Regions from separate parts of the Rattus norvegicus genome. Here region 1 is linked to region 2. A link is a contact called in public Hi-C data. All regions are on one chromosome and are shown on one strand. Each heading gives the region's core, a stretch centred on a gene start, on an enhancer-like site or on the middle of the called end of the contact. The rest is flanking DNA. Distances are from core to core; before and after follow the strand shown. Region 1 has its middle 24 kb from the start of Mrgprd. Region 2 holds the start of Tpcn2 (two pore segment channel 2).

Region 1 (3,376 bases), core at 427-2,926, 57 kb before region 2:
ATGAGGCTGCGGGTGGCCTGGTTATAGCATCCCGGAGTCTCTGGGTTCAGCCATCATTCACCTCCAACCCTTCCTTCCCAGCACTCTTTAAAATTAAGTCCTTTTTTTGGCTGGACAAAGTCCACGTTGGGTTTCTGTCACTTGCTGCCAAAGACTCTTTGCTGATCCAGTTGCCCTGCAGCTGTATATCTTATTAAAACATGTTTTTGTTTGGGGGGAGGGCATACTTGCAGAGGTCAGCACATGTGTGGGAGTAAAGACGCCAAGCAGCAGTCAGCCTCTCCTCTATAACGTGTTTCCCAGGATCACTCAGGCCCTCAGACTTGGTGGCAGGCACCTTTCCCTGCTACATCTGGCTTTCACACGGATTCTAAGGATCTAAACTTGGGTTCTCATGCTTGAACAGCAAGCGGTTTGCCCACGGAGCTGTTTCCCTAGTCCAGCACATCTGTTGTTGCACAGGATCTGTGCATTTGGGCATGGAGATTATACTGAACCCAGGTCTCTGTCCACTGGGAAAGACTAGGTCTCAAATTGCCACTGGGAGCTGCTCCCAGGTGTGGCCCTCCAGGAGGAGCTAGGCTTGCACAGGCTAGGGCTTGAGAGGATGTGGAGTACTGATAATGTCCATACCATCACACTAGTGTGTGGCTTCTCCAGGTACACACACACACACACACACACACACACACACACACACACATATACATATGCACACACACACACAAACACACATATGCACACACAAATATACAACACACATATACACATGCATATACACACATACACACACATACATGCATGCATGCATGCTCCCCCCCCCTCATCGAGACTGTTCAGAGACTGTTAAGTTACCAAGCAGGGAGGAAGAATGACCACACCGTTCTTGGAAGAGAACATGTGTGGTTTGGGCCCCTGCACATAGGTCTTCATGCCATTGCCTGTACCGTGTCTCTACATCCCACAAGCCCTGTCTTGGATGATCACTACCCTGACTGTTGCTTCATTAAAATGCTGGCTTCAAAGTCTGTCTGTCATCCCAGAGAGCTCTCATTAGGAAAATGGCCAATTGCTTGAAAAATGTTTTATGGCCTGACTGGGCAGGTCAGCCCAGGAACTGGAAAAGGCAGCCAGATGTCTCCCCTGCCGGCCCTGTGAGCTCTGGGTCACTGGGACACAGCCTCCCAGGAGGGAGGGGCCCACATGGGTTGGTTAAGGGTAAGGGGTCTCTTGGGGAGGCCCCGGTGGCCCTGGCCCTGCCTCCTTGGTATTGAGTCCCTTTACACTTCATACTACAGCCCCAGGTTTGCCTGGACTTGGACCTCATTTTCCTCATTCCTAAAATGGGGCTTTACAAGACCCACTTCACTGGGTAGTTGTGAAAGTTAGAGAAAGTCTAGTGCCAGATGCTGGTGACAGTTTAACCAGTCTCTGACTGGCATTACCACTGTTCTCTGTCAAAGCCTGTGTAGGGGACTGAAGTGGCCACAGTTCCAAGACAGTGCTTCTCCGGCTGGTCGGGGATCACCAGTATGCTTCTGTAGGATCACCCAGAGGGGTGGCCTCAGTGGGCTGCTGGGTACCCAGCTGCTTCAGGAGGTTCCAGGCCAAAGTGACAAGCTTGGCACTTAGAGGGAATTTCACTCTGTGCCAGGAGTTTGGCAAGAGCTGCGGCCTTATTTGGTCTGGAAACTTCTCGGAGGGAAGGCAGTGTGGAACGGCCAGTGGACCTCTAATGGGCGGGCAGAGATGTGGTCATTTCCCAGGACAGGATCTGGACGTACTGAAGTTCTCCATCACCAAGTCCTCATCCAAGTGTGCACCAGACCCAATGCTACCTAGTGTGGGACAGCAGACAAGACTGGCTACTACACCCTCCCTGCTTTTCTCTGTTGAGATGGCTGCCTTTGCCCTTCCCCACTAGAGCCCCAGCTCAGGGCTCTGCCTGCCCTCTGCTGCCAGGAGTACCAGTCAAGCTTCACCAAGGGCAGTGCCCTCATCACAGTTTACCCTCTGACAGTGCAGAATCCTACAGTCCTGGTCCCCACCCCAGGTCTTCTGTGTGGCTTGTGGCTAATCCCCATATCTTCCCACAGTCTCAGGAACCATGGATCCACTTTCTGCACTTGACAATTGACCTATTTTGGAAACTTCATTTCAGTACACAGTTCTTGCCTTCAGCTATTTTACTTGGCACCCTGTGTCCGAGGTTTGCCCAGGTTGTATTACACATCAATCTTGTTCCTTATTTTATTTTTCAACACATCAAATTACCTTTATTTCGGTATGCATCCACATTTCAACATTTAGTGCTTGTGAACAGAGTGGGGAACATGGCAATGAGCCAGTAGGCCAGGTGACACAAACATAGAGTGACACAGAGCTCCCACTGAGGGTCTGAGGAGCAACACTGAAACCTGACTCCACAGAGTCAGTACCTTATGTTCCAATTGTCAGGCTCCACACCAGACCTGATGGGTGGCCAGGCTCACATGAGAGCCCTTGTCCAAACCAAGCTTCAATGTGTAAAGCCAAAGGGATCATGGGAAAAGGAACCAACTCAGATCCTTGTGCACTCAGGACTCTCCACATGGCCTTCCTCTAGGTACAGCAACCAGGGGTCCTGAGCCCTGGCCGGTCTGAGTTACCTGTGACTGCTCTGTTCACCTTGAGACCTGAGCCCAAAGCTCACAGGCCGATGGCAACAGGGCAGAGGACCTGGCACTCCCTTCCAAGGCTGGTGGCAAGTGAACGAGTGTGTCCTGGAGCTAAGGGAGGAAAGCCAGGTTCTTCCAACCTCATCTGATGGCTTTGGGTCACAGCACAGTGTTGTGTGGTGGTCAGCAAGAAAGGAGGTGAGGATGAGGGGGAAAAACAGCAACCCTGATAAAAGTGGGGAGACAGGAAGTTCTGAATTCCTCACCAGTAGCCAATTTCAGAGGGAGCGGATGTTACAATCTAAGCTTTGGCCAAGGGTGGGAGTCAAGGAGTGGGGACAATGGCTTTGATGGGGCATCACTTAAGACTTAAGAAAGCAGGGGTGCAGCAGCCCCAGCAGTAGTCCCATGGGTACCACCTGAAGCCTTCCCATCTATTCTAAGGGCCACCTTGTAGCTGTGGCAGGAGGGTGGGTTGGCACAGGCAGCCCCAGTCATGTGCCAGCAGCAGGGCGTTGAGTGACATGTTTGTTCACGGATTTATTAGCTGTGCCTACCACTCCCAGAGGAAATTGACTTCAATACACCTTCTTGATCCCAGAAGTTCAGCCAGGGTGTTACACTTGACAGAAGATATTACACAGCACAACTTAGGTATCTCAAAGGGAAAAGAATACAGGGAACTGTCTCAGATGAAGTCTGAGTGGGCTTCCATCCCA
Region 2 (3,183 bases), core at 135-2,634:
CACATTTGGAACCTGGGGATTCAATCCGTGCTTGCAGCTGTGAAGAGGGTGCGTGTGGGAGGGATATAGTGACCCCAGGAGCCATCCCAAGAACCCCAGGAATACATCCAGCAAGTGTGTAAGCATGGCTTTCAGTCCAAGCTTCAAGGAAATTAACTCAGCTTGTTTCTTGGATGTGCCCAAGGTGGGTTTTTTTTCTCAGTCTCTGAAGAATATCCCATAGTGAGGCTGAAGACAGCCTCCTGAAAGTTGTCCTCTGACCTTCCCATGTGCTAGCTATGTGGTATGTCTGAACATGCCTACACTACACAGTCATATACACACATATACATATACACACAGTCATGGACATGCACATTAACATATATATACACACACACAACAACAACAATAATAAAAGAAAAAATTTAAAAAGATCCCAGTAGAGTGGCCATACTTTGATTTCAGTCTCTCAGGCCTCAAAAAATACCCCTATCTTTGGACTTCTGACCTCCCAGACTGACAGGCAACAGATAACAGCTGTCTCTGTCTCAGCTTCTCTCTCTCTCTCTCTCTCTCTCTCTCTCTCTCTCTCTCTCTCTCTCTCTCTGCTGGAATTAACTAGTAGCAGGCTGTTCCCAGATTGGTATCAATCCTGTCCCTTCTGCCTGTAGTATTGGGATTCCATGTCTGCGCAGCAACATGCTCAGTTTCAAGCTTTAGCCTATTTTCAGAGGAGAAATTTAAGATTTGTTTTTGTGGGGGATGACCTTTGTGGTCATTCTCTTGTACACAGTACTCATATGTGTCAGAGACACACAAAATGCTTGCTCAAACACTTCTGGGCTTTGAGTCACACAAAATGCTTGCTTAAACACTTCTGGGCTTTGGGTGTAGCTGGGGGTTGAGAGCTTGCTTGGCTTGTTATAAGGCACTCAAAATTAAAGCAAGCAAGCAAGCAAACTCAGTCACAGTCAGTCAGTCAGTCAGTCAGTCAGTCAGAGTCAGTCAGTCAGTCAGTCAGTCAGTCAGTCACAGTCAGTCAGTCACAGTCAGTCAGTCACAGTCAGTCAGTCACTCACTCACCCACTCACTCACCCACTCACTCACTTACTCACTCTCAGCACTCTCTAGAAAAGTCTCCTGACATTCCTAGGGCTGGGGGTGGGGGGGGGAATAGTAGTAATTTGCATTGTTTAAAAAAACTTCCTTGAGAGCCTAGCTTCTCACTCTTCTGCCCCTCCCCTCTGCAAAGAAGCGGAGCTCCACCCATTGGAGGAGGGGCTTGTTGCTTCCGCCTTCCAGCACTAGCTCTCCGTTCTCATTGGGTGTCGCTGGGAGTCATCACAGAGAGGTCGCTCCTCCTCCGGAACGCCGGGCTCTCGCTGCGGGGACCGGTCTGGCCGGTGATAGAGGTGGTATGGCGGCAGAAGCGCAGCCCCTTCTGGGCCGGGACCGAGGTGGTGGCCAGGCCCACTCTGGTGAGTGAGGTGGCACTTTCACTTTTACTTTTCTTTTTTTCTTCTTACTTTTTGAAACAGGGTCTCAAGTAGCCAGGCTGGCCTTGAACTCCAGATCCTTTTGATTTCGCCTCCCAAGTGTTGGGGTTACAGCACCACCACTCTAGATTCTTCCTCATGGGGAAACTGAGGCTTAGAGAGAGAAGCGTTCTCCAGCCCATGGTCCCCAGGCAGTAAGTGGCCGAACACCCTCTGGAACACCCTAGCTTTGGCTGCTAGGGGCTGAAGCTGGTGTCTTGAGGCCAGGGTGGCTTCCTTCCCTGTTCCGTTTAGTGTCTCAGGGTTTTCTTTCCTTTTCCTTTCCTTGGTCAGGGACATTGCTGACCAGAGAGAGTGGAGTCAGCTTCCCAGGCATCTTCATGAAGAAACCGAGGCAGAGAGAGACACACACACAGAGACACAGAGATAGGTAGAGAGAACAGAGAGAGACAGAGAACAGAGAAAGAGACAGAGAGAGACAGACAGACAGAGAGACACACACACAGAGACTGAGAAGGAAGAGGGGAGAGAGAGAGAGAGAGAGAGAGAGAGGGAGAGAGAGAGAGAGAGAGAGAGAGAGAGAGAGAGAGAGAGAGAGAGAACGCAAGCAAGCACGCCCTCCTCACCTATGACCTATTTAAGGTCACAACCCTGACTTCTGGTGTGGTCACTGCCCTGTGTGTTCTGGTCTGGTTATTTAAACTTCCCCTTTTGGACTTCCTTTCCTCTCCTATTTGGGAGCAGACTGGGTTGGCACATAGTACCAACCATAGCAGGTGGGGCACGCACCTGTCTACCCATAGTACGTGCCTTTTCATTGAATAGTGAGGTCACAGGATTGGTAATGGGAGACAGGAAGCTAGACACTGAGGTGACCACTCATCTATCCCCTTCCCTCTCTGTGTTGAGACCCCTTAACAGGAACAGGGCATATGGTTCAGGGGACACATGCTTTGCGTGATGACATCTGGGGACCTTTCTGGAGCTGCCAGTTGCTGGATGTGGGTCTTTGGCAGATTACTTAGTTCGAGTCTCAATAAAAGGGGGTAGTGACACACTGGTGGGGTAGGGGACACATTTTGAAGATCCTAAGAGAGATTCTGTGGAGTCTGGTGTGTGGGTCTTGACAGATGTCCAGGACAGCGGTGCCATGATGATTGTACATCTTGCCCCTGCAGAATGGAGAACTGACAGGGTTAGTCTCTCTGTTGAGGCGAGACTCAATGCTGGGCATTGTCACATGAGAGACTCCGTGGGAAGGCTGGGCAGTGTCGCCTGAGAAACTCTGGAGGCTCTTTGTCCACACACTGGTTTGGGTCGGGCTGTTGAGAACCCAGACAACGCTCTCTGTATTTGCATCTCCTGGGCTGTGCTGTCTACGAGAGTGGAGCTTTCAGTCTCCGGGCCAGCATCCCGTGGGTGAGAGAGTCTCTAGGCTCTGAGTTTGGCTGCTCTGTGATAAACTCTCAGAGTGGGTAGCTGTTGCTGAAGGCCTCTCCAGGGATCCCAGAGGTCGCTGTAGTTGTGTCCTGCTAAACCAGGCTCACCTGACTGGCCTCTGTCAAAGGCTTCATAGAGTGGTTCTTAGCTTATTCCTGACTGCTTAAAACAAGATGACGGTACTTATGGGCTTTGCGGACTAACTACAAAGCAGAGGACCTTTATCCGTGGGTTCTGCTGGGAAAGGTCGGGGAGGAACCTGTGC

The links. Hi-C and Micro-C count contacts between places; a contact is called where the count stands out from the background.
Region 1: a contact with region 2 is called in a Hi-C map of liver, with 2.3 times the contacts expected there. The contact joins the enhancer-like site here to the promoter of Tpcn2 in region 2. A contact is called at or near these places in 4 of 12 Hi-C or Micro-C datasets (the A7r5 cell line, kidney and liver).

The regions. Positions count from the first base shown.
Region 1 is chr1:209,930,846-209,934,221 of GRCr8, reverse strand. No RefSeq gene overlaps it. Among named protein-coding and RNA genes, the nearest start is that of Mrgprd, 24 kb to the right of the region's middle. Within about 2 kb of position 1,676, at least 8 of the 93 cell types and tissues checked have an H3K27ac peak or open chromatin away from gene starts, as enhancers often do. A contact at or near this core is called in liver, where this site is marked.
Region 2 is chr1:209,873,658-209,876,840 of GRCr8, reverse strand. Tpcn2 (two pore segment channel 2) reads left to right here and starts at 1,384. Exons shown (of 25, transcript NM_001399445.1): 1 at 1,384-1,460. The coding sequence starts at 1,400.